2 separate regions of the Xenopus tropicalis genome follow, and region 1 is linked to region 2. The links are chromatin contacts, called in public Hi-C maps. All regions are on one chromosome and are shown on one strand. Each heading gives the region's core, a stretch centred on a gene start, on an enhancer-like site or on the middle of the called end of the contact. The rest is flanking DNA. Distances are from core to core; before and after follow the strand shown.

The links. Hi-C and Micro-C count contacts between places; a contact is called where the count stands out from the background.
Region 1: a Hi-C map of gastrula embryo shows a contact between it and region 2, with 2.2 times the contacts expected there. The contact joins the enhancer-like site here to the promoter of gjb2 in region 2. A contact is called at or near these places in 5 of 5 Hi-C or Micro-C datasets (brain, gastrula embryo, liver and 2 more).

Annotation. Positions count from the first base shown.
Region 1 is chr2:158,936,675-158,943,449 of UCB_Xtro_10.0, reverse strand. The region is part of intron 3 of cryl1 (crystallin lambda 1); the gene reads left to right. Among named protein-coding and RNA genes, the nearest start is that of cryl1, 18 kb to the left of the region's middle. Within about 2 kb of position 3,034, at least 1 of the 11 cell types and tissues checked has an H3K27ac peak or open chromatin away from gene starts, as enhancers often do. A contact at or near this core is called in gastrula embryo, where this site is marked.
Region 2 is chr2:158,860,706-158,867,345 of UCB_Xtro_10.0, reverse strand. gjb2 (gap junction protein beta 2) reads left to right here and starts at 4,076. Exons shown (of 2, transcript NM_001016984.2): 1 at 4,076-4,174.

The sequences.
Region 1 (6,775 bases), core at 1,785-4,284, 77 kb before region 2:
TGAAACAGTTACAGGCTCCCCTGCAGCTGTGGGGTCTGCTTCCCCTATAGTTATGCCACTGGGCCTGCAGACACTGGCTGAAAGGGTTGCATTGGCAGTATAAATATGTTTTTGTTTGACCAACTTTAGTAGATTCTCAGGAAATTGTGACCTAGTAAACAGCTTTATAAGGTATAACTGTTCCTTTAAATTCACATTATAAGCTCAAATCCCACGATCGTCAGCCATTTTGCGGTCCAATTAGATAGAATGCAGCAAAGTTAAAAAGCAGGACTCCTTTGTGTGTGGGGTTACTCTGGGATTGAGTTTTCTATATGTGGCCATATATCTCTATGTAACCTCTAGGGATCATCCTATACTTGCATAAGAAATATCTTAGTGTGGTCTTCAATTTGCCTTGTAGTTGAGAATGATTAGTTGGCCATACACATGCTTGACCAAAACTTGTTTAGTTGCCCTACACCAGAAATTGCTTAGAGAAAGTACTTCAGCACCATTCTCCCTGGATATATTAGGATTTGGGACACAAGTAATCCAGTTACATAAGATTGACTGTGGAACATGCTGATAGACCTTCACCTGAAAAACAAATGGCAACAATATTACAATAAGTCTGCTCAGGACTCCTTTGCAAATGTTTGAATGTATCCTTATCTTGAACAAACTAGTCCTGACATGACACACTAGCCTATATCTACCAGGTTATTCTTTCTAATCAACTCAGAATGACAAGAAAAAATGCTTTGCACAACTCAACATTAAATACAGGTCCTTTTCAAAAAATTAGCATATTGTGATAAAGTTCATTATTTTCTGTAATGTACTGATAAACATTAGACTTTCATATATTTTAGATTCATTACACACAACTGAAGTAGTTCAAGCCTTTTCTTGTTTTAATATTGATGATTGTGGCATACAGCTCATGAAAACCCAAAATTCCTATCTCAAAAAATTAGCATATCATGAAAAGGTTCTCTAAACGAGCTATTAACCTAATCATCTGAATCAACAAATTAACTCTAAAAACCTGCAAAAGATTCCTGAGGCTTTTAAAAACTCCCAGCCTGGTTCATTACTCAAAACCGCAATCATGGGTAAGACTGCCGACCTGACTGCTGCCCAGAAGGCCATCATTGACACCCTCAAGCAAGAGGGTAAGACACAGAAAGAAATTTCTGAACAAATAGGCTGTTCCCAGAGTGCTGTATCAAGGCACCTCAGTGGGAAGTCTGTGGGAAGGAAAAAGTGTGGCAGAAAACGCTGCACAACGAGAAGAGGTGACTGGGCCCTGAGGAAGATTGTGGAGAAGGACCGATTCCTGACCTTGGGGGACCTGCGGAAGCAGTGGACTGAGTCTGGAGTAGAAACATCCTTAGCCACCGTGTACAGGCGCGTGCAGGAAATGGGCTACAGGTGCTGCATTCCCCAGGTCAAGCCACTTTTGAACCAGAAACAGCGGCAGAAGCGCCTGACCTGGGCTACAGAGAAGCAGCACTGGACTGTTGCTCAGTGGTCCAAAGTATGTCATTCGGAAATCAAGGTGCCAGAGTCTGGAGGAAGACTGGGGAGAGGGAAATGCCAAAATGCCTGAAGTCCAGTGTCAAGTACCCACAGTCAGTGATGGTCTGGGGTGCCATGTCAGCTGCTGGTGTTGGGCCACTGTGTTTTATCAAGGGCAGGGTCAATGCAGCTAGCTATCAGGAGATTTTGGAGCACTTCATGCTTCCATCTGCTGAAAAGCTTTATGGAGATGAAGATTTCATTTTTCAGCACGACCTGGCACCTGCTCACAGTGCCAAAACCACTGGTAAATGGTTTACTGATCATGGTATTACTGTGCTCAATTGGCCTGCCAACTCTCCTGACCTGAACCCCATAGAGAATCTGTGGGATATTGTGAAGAGGAATTTGAGAGACACAAGACCCAACACTCTGGATGAGCATAAGGCCGCTATTGAAGCATCCTGGGCCTCCATAACACCTGAGCAGTGCCACAGGCTGATTGCCTCCATGCCACGCCACATTGAAGCAGTCATTTCTGCAAAAGGATTCCCGACCAAGTATTGAATGCATAACTGAACATAATTATTTGAAGGTTGACTTTTTTTGTATTAAAAACACTTTTCTTTTATTGGGCGGATGAAATATGCTAATTTTTTGAGATAGGAATTTTGGGTTTTCATGAGCTGTATGCCACAATCATCAATATTAAAACAAGAAAAGGCTTGAACTACTTCAGTTGTGTGTAATGAATCTAAAATATATGAAAGTCTAATGTTTATCAGTACATTACAGAAAATAATGAACTTTATCACAATATGCTAATTTTTTGAAAAGGACCTGTAATTGAGGCCATACTTTTTTCAAGATTTTCTAGCAGAAAAAAAGAGCACAAAAACCCTGGAAATATTTGTTTTACTCATGTTTTTGATAATCATGTTTCACAGATGCGGCCGTCCTGAAAATCCAAGTTCTTTACTGAGGTAGAATTACACATTGAAGCCATTTTGTAACCATAGGGCCCCCTTGGAAAAAAAACCTCTCCCCTCCCCAACTACATCAATAAGACTTTCAAGAATGACCCTGTACCTGATCTTAAAAGGAATGGTTTTGCAGTGTGGTTGCCAATAGCCATATGTGGCCAAGTCACTTTGAGCCCAGCCACTAATTACTACCAAGGGCTGTGACAGACAGGGAGATTAGTCGCCGCACGACAAATATCCCGAAATGCCATCCCACCAGCTTGAATGTAAATCGCCAGTGGGATGGCATACGGAGTGCCACGATTTGCCAAAGTTGCGGAATTTTCCTCTCAAGGTAACTTCCGCAACTTCAGCAAATTGCCGCGCTGCGTATGCCATCCCACCGGCGATTTACATTTGCTGGTGGGATTGCATTTTGGGGAGATTAGTCGCCTGCGACAAGGGAGATTTGTCACGCACTAATCTCCCCATCTGGCACAGCCCTAACAGTATCTTCATGGGGAGTTCTATAATCTCATTCTCTTTACAGTACACTTCCTTTGCTAAAGTATCCTAGTCTCAGTGCATATCCTCTTGTCACTTGTATTGTCCTACAAAGATAAATTCATTAGGCAAAAACAATTGTGTTGACTCTGGCCCTATTGTTGCCTTAATGTGTAAATCTGCAGCTTCCTTGTCAATCACATTTAACTATCAAAGCAATAACATATTCTGAACGTACATAATGTAAACTGTAATGTTACTTGCACACCATGGGCCACATACAAAAGGAACAGGAAATCCCCCAGTTTGTCCCACCTTTCAGAAACTCCTAGGACCACCAAAACTTATTTGTGCATATAGAAGAATAATCACATAAGTTGCAATATTCAAGATTTATTATATAATCAACATCTTATCTGACCTTCATCATTTCTTTGAAATGTGACTTTCCAGAAACATGAGGGCGGGGAGAACATGGTATAGCAAAAAACAGTTTATTAAGGCCCCCAATTAGACCATGAGAGTAGTAGGATATTAGTGTCACAGAGTTGTACAATAGGAAAGGGGGCATTTGGCCAATGGTTTTCCTTGGATCCACCCCATTTCTTCAGGGGAAACTGAAAAAAGATGTTTTGTGTAGTGCTGCGCCGATTTCAAATTTTACTGCCATGTAACATACACATAGCTCTTCTGCCCTGTTCACCTCCAGTACTTTTGGCTGGATATCCAGTGTAGAGAGCTGATTTTTCTGTTTAAAAACCTCTTTTGCTGCTCCTGCTAAATGCACATTCACTCTTTTGCTGAAATTGCACATTCACTGTAGGAGGGGGCCAAATCAGTGATTTCTGAAAAAAACAGCAGCAGAGAAATGGCTGTGTGTATGTTCGCCTAAGAAAGCCAGGAAACTGTTGGATTGGGATGGGGTGCTTTATGGATCTTTCAGTTCCCTAAAGGTGGCCATACACGGGCCAGTAAAAGCTGCTGATGGACAGAGTTGACAGCTTATTGGCCCATATATGGAGCCCTAAGACGGGCCTGCCCAACCGATAACTGGGCAAAAACATCCAGAAACAGATAGGGCAGGTTTAAAAATCCCATTGGCACAAGTGCATTGGCGTATTGATGCAGTCCTTGGTTTAATGGCCTGCATCTTGTGAGTATGATCTGATCGGATTAATCTGATACTGTCCACTTCAGTGCAGGCACTACAAGGAATGATCTGCTTGTTTGGCGATGTAGCCAAATGAGTGGATCTATCAATGAATGGCCAGCTTAATAAAAATAATAATATGAGCTCATTAATTATCACAGGTGCTACTGCACTAAAAGGGAGCTAATTGCCCCCCCTTAGGGAGCCATTCAAATAGAGCATAATTCTCTTATGTGTGCTCTGCACCTTTCTAAGTTACACCCCTGCTGGCATATACTTGATAGCCAACGTAACACTCAGTACACAGCCCAATGTAGCCTTGTAATATTGGCACGCTACTAAGGGCCAGGGCCGCCATCAGAGGGGCACAGGGGGGACAGTTGTCCCAGGCCCAGACACTTCTCACTTTAAAGGGGGCCTGGCCGTGATACAGTATTTTTAGCCCAGGCCCCCTTTAAAAATTCCTGGCCCTATCATTGGTTTATTGGTGGTCAGCGGGTAATTTGATTGGTCGCGCCCCGTGTGTACGTGTGATGTCAGTACGCACGGGGCGTGACATTATAAAAGTGAGGATGCAGTGGTGGATGAGCCGGAGAGTGCAGCGGGGCCTGGAGCCTGAGGGACACAAGCTCAGGTCGCAGTGGGAACCCGGAGCGAGGGAGCAGGGGGAGAGCAGGATGAAGCTGGTGGACACGGGGGGGGGGGGGGGGGAGTTGGTGGATGCAGTTGGACGTGGGGTGGGGAGTCAGAGCGATGAGAGGGGAGTCAGAGCACACTGGGGGGAGCCGGAGGAAGCAGTTGGATGATGCGGGGGGGGGATAAGGAGAAGCAAGTGGAAGGGCTGGGGGGGGGGATAAGGAGAAAGTAGGTGGATGCTGGGGGGGGTGGAAATCAGAGCACACTGGGGGGGAGCCAGAGGAAGCAGGTGGATGATGGGGGGGGGGGTCAGGAGAAGCAAGTGGATGCTGGGGGGGAGCCGGAGAAATCAGAGCACCCTGGGGGGGAGCCGGAGGAAGCAGGTAGATAATGGTGGGGCCGGGTCAGGAGAAAGTAGGTGGATGCTGGGGGGGAGCCAGAGAAAGCAGGTGGACGATGGGGGGGATCAGGAGAAAGTATGTGGATGCTGGGGGGGAGCCAGAGGAAGCAGGTGGATGATGGGGGAGGATCAGGATGAAGCATTTCCTCTAAGTGCCTGTACTGTATTAATAATAATAGTAATAAATGTGATTTAACAAATATAAAACTCATTTGTGTTCTGTGTAGTGTGTGCCATTTGTTTAAGAGACATTTTATTGCATAGGCTGCTTGGAAACTGATGGGGGGGGGTCACTGGGGGAGGGGCCATTGGGGGCGTGGGAAGAGGGGGGCCCAGAAAATTTTGTTGTGAGGGGCCCTGTGATTTCTGATGGCGGCCCTGCTAAGGGCCATGTGTATCTTGCCCTTTGTATCTTGCTTTATTTCAGTTAATGAGACCTTAGAAGTTCCAATTAATAACATTAATAACACAATAAACATTTGTGTCTGTTTACTTGTATAGTTATGCTCTCAGAGCAAACATGCTTGGACGAGTCCATCGCCCTGTACCAGAAACCAAATAGTGATGTCAGCGCTTGTTGTCATTGTACAAGCTGCCAGGGAAGCGACTGTGATGTGTATTTCATGTAACAAACAATGAGGAACATATACATTGCATCACTGATCTGAATTTCTTTTTTTGCATAATAAAAGGAAATGGTGCTTACATATCAAAGCTATTTGTAAAATAAATTGCAATTACATTGTCCGTCCTGGGCTTATGGGAGTATTCCTATGCTGGGGTTCGTAGGCTATGCAAATTATTTTTTTGCCTGATGTATGTATGTATGTATGTATATCTTTATTTATAAAGTGCTACTTATGTAAGCAGCGCTGTACAGAACAATACATTAATACAAACAGGGGATTATTAAGATAATAATAGATAAATACAAAGTACAACAATAACTACAGATACATACAAGATAAATACAGTTGCAATAAGTTAAGAGTCAAAGACACAAGAGGATGGAGGTCCCTGCCCCGTAGAACTTACAATGGTTATATATATATGGGAGGGTAACTTACAGACACAAATAGGCAAATGCAGTATAAGTGCTGTAGGTCACAGTGGGTGACACTACAATATAAGTGCCAGTTCCCAGATCAGGTGCTGGGTGAGAGCTCCAAAAGGTAGTCTTTAAGTTTAGTTTTAAAAAGACTGAGGGAGGATTCTCTCCGGAGGAAATCAGGGAGGGCATTCTCAATGTAAGGGGCAGCAAGGCAGAAGGGTTTAAGGCGGGAAACAGCAGTAGTAGTGGGGGGCGCAACCAGTCGATTGCTCTACGAGGAACGAAGGAGTCGGCCAGGAACGTACGGAGACACAAGGGAAGAGATGTAGTGAGGAGCAGAGGAATGGAGGGCTTTGAAGGTTAAGTTTGTAAGATATTCTTTGTTTAACAGGAAGCCACGATAAGGCCTTTAGCAGGGGAAGGGCCTGAACTCTCCTGGATGAGAGGAGGAGAATTCTGGCAGCAGTATTTAATATAGACTGTAGGGGGGAGAGATGGGAGTTAGGGAGGCCGGTTAGTAGCAGGTTACAATAGTCAAGTCGGGATAGGATGAGAGCATGCATGAGCAG
Region 2 (6,640 bases), core at 2,827-5,326:
ATCTGACGATGTTTCGTGCAACCGATGGTCGTACGAAACATTGTCAGATCGCCACGTGTATGGCCAGCTTAAAGCAGTAGTGCTACAGTTTTTTGCATTAGAGTCCATTTGCCTCAAAATAATAATATATAAAAACCACAAGGCATGTTAAAGCCTATAAAACACACAAACAAATGAAGCCTTTACCCAAGGCCACTTATACACAGGGACCCCTGAGCCCCATGCCCAGTAAGTACTGATTAAAGGCCAATATGAATGAATACAGTAAATGAACTGCACTACAGCAATTAAAACTAACTTCCTTCCTGACTGACTGGTTACTGTACACCTGCTATTGGTTACTGTACTGAGACCAATGTTGCTGAATAATTTTAATTTGAGAGACAGGCAGTCATATAAGGACCAATGAGAATGGATGAATACTCCATCACCATGTATATCATACTTCCTTGTGAGATATAAGCCTCACACTTAACCCTTACAGCATGGAAATGACTCAGAGGATGTCAGCATACCATTTACCTATTTAATAAGGCAATGTATTTATTTTTCACACCGTCTTAATTTGTTCTGTAAAATTTCCTGTTACGTAACAGCCCCTGATTACACACAACCAAATTTTTTAAAAGCACCGAGGGTTATTTCCAACCTTTAGGCCAATAGCCCATGGGGTGCTTATTAGCCAGTGTGTTCCAAGAACAAAGAGACCCATGGAACACCAAGAGTTAAGTCTCTTCCTGTTACAGCTTTTGGGATCTGGGCAGGGGACACTCAGAGTGACGGTGTAGGAACCCCAGTGGGGACTCACTTTCAATAAATAGAACCTACATTATCTGAGCCACTTTTAGGACAACTAACAGAGTTGGCCATACATGTCTAGATTTGGGCAGACAATTTGGCTGTTTTTGACTTGGCTAGTGCCAACATGATGCATCAGCAGATTACATTTGGTGATGCATGGCTGATCATATACTATCTATTAGGACTATTAGTTGAAACAGCCCATAGGCCTGGCATACCTGTGCATGGCATACCTGTGATGGCATACCTGTGATGGCATACCTGTGCATGGCATACCTGTGATGGCATACCTGTGCATAGCATACCTGTGCATGGCATACCTGTGATGGCATACCTGTGATGGCATACCTGTGCATGGCATACCTGTGATGGCATACCTGTGATGGCATACCTGTGCATGGCATACCTGTGATGGCATACCTGTGATGGCATACCTGTGCATGGCATACCTGTGATGGCATACCTGTGCATGGCATACCTGTGCAGATGGCTGCATGTCTGTAAAGAGAACAGGTGCCACAAAACAGAGCAAAAGGAAGGTTGCCATACACATGTACCGCTGTTCATACTGTATCAGTCCACTCAGCTAGTCACAGCCAATGGGTGAGCAACTATCACCAGAAACTCAGACCTCGTGTCTTCTATTATTCCCTAAAGAGAACAAGTCCATCTGGTGCCAAGGTCTGTGAATGTCTGATTGGCAGATTAGGGGTTATATACCTACCTATATATATATGTAATTGAGGCAGTTATACAGACATAGAAAGTAAAGCTGGCCATCCACGGGCAGATGGCGATGTCGCCAAGCAAGCGGATCTTCACCCGATATCCCCACCTACGGGCAGAGGCATGTACGCGAATTCGATCGTTTGGCCCTGGGGCCAAACGATCGAATTCTACACGCGGCAATGGAGCAGTCGGTTCGGGGACCGCATCAACGACTGGATCCAACTGGATTTTCTAACCTGGCCGATTGATATCTGGCCAATTTCAGGCCAGATATTGGTCGGCCAGGCCTCTCGGTTCTGCCCCTACACGGGCCGATAAGCTGCCGAATTGGTCCAAGGGACCGCTATCAACAGCTACAATCGGCCCGTGTATGGGGACCTTAAAGGACAATGAAAGGTTAATATAAATTAAAAGTAAGTCTAAAGGCATTCTTTTTAAGTACTTACTGCACATCTAAATTCCCAGATCCCTGCTTGCTTCTCTGAGATATGGTGCTGGCGGCCTACAGCAGTGTGAAGCCTACAGTGACATCACTGAAATCTCTCTCCCCTTCCTGTAGGTGCCAGCGGCAGCCTTCCTATTCTCTGAGCATGTGTGTAACTTGATCCTGTCTCCTGTTCTGAGCTACACATGCCCACCAGCCAATCAGAAGCGGATCTGGCAGAGGGGAGGTGGGGAGGGAATGAAACACATGTGCAGTATGAAGCAAGGAGGGAAAGGAAGGAGAATACCTTTTTAGAGATGGCTGCCTGTTCTAGAAAATGTGAAGTAAGTGTGACTGAGTAAATATGTGATTAGGTGAGCCATATTGGGCAGTATGCTTTTTACATTTTGACTTGCATTCTCCTTTAAGGCTTTAATCCATTACCCCATATCAACCAATCACATGCATGTTTTCATAATTCTAGCTCAACTAGACCAATAAATGCTACAGTAACTGTTGATTGGCTGTTGTGGGTTAGTAGACAGAAGCACATTTTGCCTATAACAGTCCCTTCTTATCCATTTTAAGCAAATTGTAACAGGTAATTATTATATGTCATGACTTGATAAAGGAGAGAGAGCGAGAGTAAATCTTTCTGTGTAACACAATATACAATCGTAGGCCAGGGATTTTACATTTTTGTCAGCTGCTTTACATATTTCACATAAATCTTTCCAGTGTCCCATACGCTGAGTGCTAGCTCTAGGGACAGCAATCAGCATTAGTTTCATCCAACTGGGCTCAATAGTACTGCCACTCAATAATAAGCTACCGGGGAAGGTGTGTGCCATCCTCGCCCAAACCTGGAGCTGCGCAGCACTGCCCCCTGCCCATCAGCTTTACTTTTAAAAGTCGAGTGCATTACATTTGCAGACTCTCGTTTTTTGGAACTGTAACTTTCAGCAGCCTCTGAGGGCACAGAGTAGCCGAGCCCATGATGCCAGGACTGTTAGCTCTCTGTCATTATACTATTACCATTCCGGATAGTTTGAAACCCTCTGTCTGCACAGATCAGATATATCCATTGTTGGACTGGGGTAAAACTGACTAGATGGTACATGGCCACATGAGCTGAGGGCTACCATGGGTATAATAAGCAAGCAACCAGTACCCGTTAGCTGGTAGTAAAATCATATTTGTAAGCCACTACTGTGGTTGCCAGAGCCTGGTCAAGTAATATTGGCACCCACGGCAATACTATGGCCTGTCGCCCCCACCCCGAACCCTTGGCCCAATCCCACAGCCACCCAGTCTCCATGGATCCTTCATTAATTGCTCCTTTTGAGACTCTTCATTTGCTCCCCCTGCAACTATGCTGACTATGCAACTAGTTCTGGCCCTGCAGTGGGCTATATTGGGCTGATCTGATGCTTGGCTCTCTGGCTAACAATTGGATCATAACATGGGGTATGTAAAACCCTACAGAGCCCCATTGGGAGAGAGCAACATCAGCAACTGATTCAGTCTGACTGGCCAAGTTCTAGCCAGATAACAGTCAAGTCACACACCCTCATTTTGGACCTGAATGTGGGGCAGTAAGGCAAGCCTCAAAGTCAACAAGTCAATGTGGGGCATTGTTTGTGGTACTGAACATGGCATTAGGGGAATGAGGCAGTAACTATGGGTTAGTGTGTATAGTAAGGTAAGGTTGTCTTGGGAAAGGTGTTTGTGTATAGTAAGTCATTGCCTTGCAGCTATTACACCAAGGGTTACTATCCCAGCAGGCAGCAGGCCCCAAGAAAATCACTTTAGACCTATTTAAAAATAAGTAAATACACATTATATATATATATATATTACAATTGTTATTAAGCAGCCACCAGGAAATCAGTTTAGATCTATTAAAAAAATATGTATGTAGTTCAGAAACATATATATTTATAGATCTAAACTGATCTCCTGGTGGCTGCATTAATAACAATTGGAATAAAAATAGAAAAATAGTAAGATTATTATGATGCCTGTGTTGGGATTCTCCTAATACCCCGCCCCCAGCCCCGCCCTCCGCTCTATATATGCCAGGGTGACTGAGGGAAGGTGAGAGTCGCACAGTGACAGAAGCGAGAGAGAGAGAGGGAAGGATCCCATAGCTGGTGTTTTCCCTGAGAGACCGGTGTGGTGAGACCCCCGGCAGTCGCAGCGACAGAAAACAGCACCCAGGTAAGATTATACCATTACCTGCCAACTCTGGGGGGGTTTGTGTGTCCCCAAGTCCCTTGTGCCCCTTCTTTGCCCTGATTTGCTGCTGCTGCTCCTACCCTGGGATCCCTCCGGCTGCTTCTGAACTACATTCCCCTCTCCCTTTAGGATCTCACCTTTAGCCCAAGTCTGGCTTGTACCTACAGAGGCACCACAGGGGGTACTGTTTGGGTTCCAGCTGGCATTGCCATAGACTGGGGCACATTCCTTCCATGTGAGTGTGAGAGTAACCCAGGGATCCGGTTGGGCTTGTGTATAATCAATGTGCTGCTATATATATGTCTATATATACTCATAGGATTCTTCCATGTACATACTCATAGTATTGTGTCATATACATACTAATGTACTGAATCTGCTTCATGGCTCCCCATTAATGGGGCTGGAGTCAGCCAGGGAAGGAACCAGCTCAGTGTCAGCCCATTATATGGAGAGCAGTGATTATATGGAGAGCAGTGATTATATGGAGAGCAGTGATTATATGGAGAGCAGTGTGCGCTGAGGTGTCTGGCTGCCGCTGCTTCTGTTCCCCATAATGAATCTCTGTGACTGGTTCTGGGATTCCTGCTAAATATCCCGGCCAAATATGTACAGCTACTAATTCCCGGCACTAATTTACTGTAGCAGCGACATGAATCAGCTACTGATTGCGGCAACAATTACAGAGTCTCTGGTATAAAAGGGATGAGACTGTAAGTACAGCGCTCTGATTCCTATGCAGGTAATGAGACTGTAAGTACAGCACTCTGATTCCTATGCAGGTAATGGGACTGTAAGTACAGCACTCTGATTCCTATGCAGGTAATGGGACTGTAAGTACAGTGCTCTGATTCCTATGCAGGTAATGGGACTGTAAGTACAGCGCTCTGATTCCTATGCAGGTAATGGGACTGTAAGTACAGCACTCTGATTCCTATGCAGGTAATGGGACTGTAAGTACAGTGCTCTGATTCCAATGCAGGTAATGAGACTGTAAGTACAGCACTCTGATTCCTATGCAGGTAATGAGACTGTAAGTACAGCACTCTGATTCCTATGCAGGTAATGGGACTGTAAGTACAGCACTCTGATTCCTGTGCAGGTAATGGGACTGTAAGTATTGAGGTCCCTGTAAAGTAAAATATATTTGACCATATTAAATGATTGGAATGATTAGTGGGTATGAAACTGAGTCCATTATTTGGTATCATCTGTTCCCCTTTAGTGAGAGTTTGTAAGTTAGGGTTAAAGATCCCACTCTCCTGGTGGGTTTGGGGGGGGGGGTTGCCTTTTGGTGTGTTGCCCTCCTCCCCTACTTTCTACTTCTGTACATTTACATTTCTGGTTATGAGCACCCAGGCATTTAACCATTAGCGTAGCAGTACTTCCATCAGTATTCTGTATATATTTATAGATCTGAACGGCTTCCCTGGAGACTGCTTTGATGTTTATCATTAATAACAATAGTTATAGGAATAGTAATATAATTAGGATGCCTGTGTGGCTGTACAGCTGATTTCATACCCCGCCCCCAACTCCGCCCATTCCAGTTTAAATATTCCTGGGTGAATGAGGAAAGGTGAGAGTCGCACAGTGACAGAAGCGAGAGAGAGAGAGAGGGAAGGATCCCATAGCTGGTGTTTTCCCTGAGAGACCGGTGCTGGTGAGACCCCCGGCAGTCGCAGCGACAGAAAGCAGCACCCAGGTAGGATTATACCATTACCTGCCAACTCTGGGGGGATTTGTGTGTCCCTAAGTCCCTTGTGCCCCTTCTTTGCCCTGATTTGCTGCTGCTTCTACCCTGGGATCCCTCCGGCTGCTTCTGAACTACATTCCCCTCTCCCTTTAGGATCTCACCTTTAGCCCAAGTCTGGCTTGTACCTACAGAGGCACCACAGGGGGTACTGTTTGGGTTCCAGCTGGCATTGCCATAGACTGGGGCACATTCCTGAGAGAGTAACCCACAGATCTAACTGGGTTTCTGCATAATCAATGTGCTACTATATAGTGTATATACACATTGTCATAGGATTGTACCATGTACACACTAATGTGTTGAATCTGCTTCATGGCTTCCCACTAATGGAGTTGGAGTTACGTCAGTAGTGACCAGTCAGGCCAGTATGCGCTTATTATTATAGGGAGAGCAGTGTGTGATTGTGTGTCTGGCAGCGCTGCAATTAGTTCCCCATAATGAATCTCTGTGTCCGGTACTGGGATTCCTGCTAAAGGATGTGGCTGAGTATGTACAGCTCCTGATTCCGGGCACTTATTTACTGTAGCAGGGACACTCTGATTCCTATGCAGGTAATGGGACTGTAAGTACAGCACTCTGATTCCTATGCAGGTAATGGGACTGTAAGTACAGCACTCTGATTCCTATGCAGGTAATGAGACTGTAAGTACAGCACTCTGATTCCTATACAGGTAATGAGACTGTAAGTACAG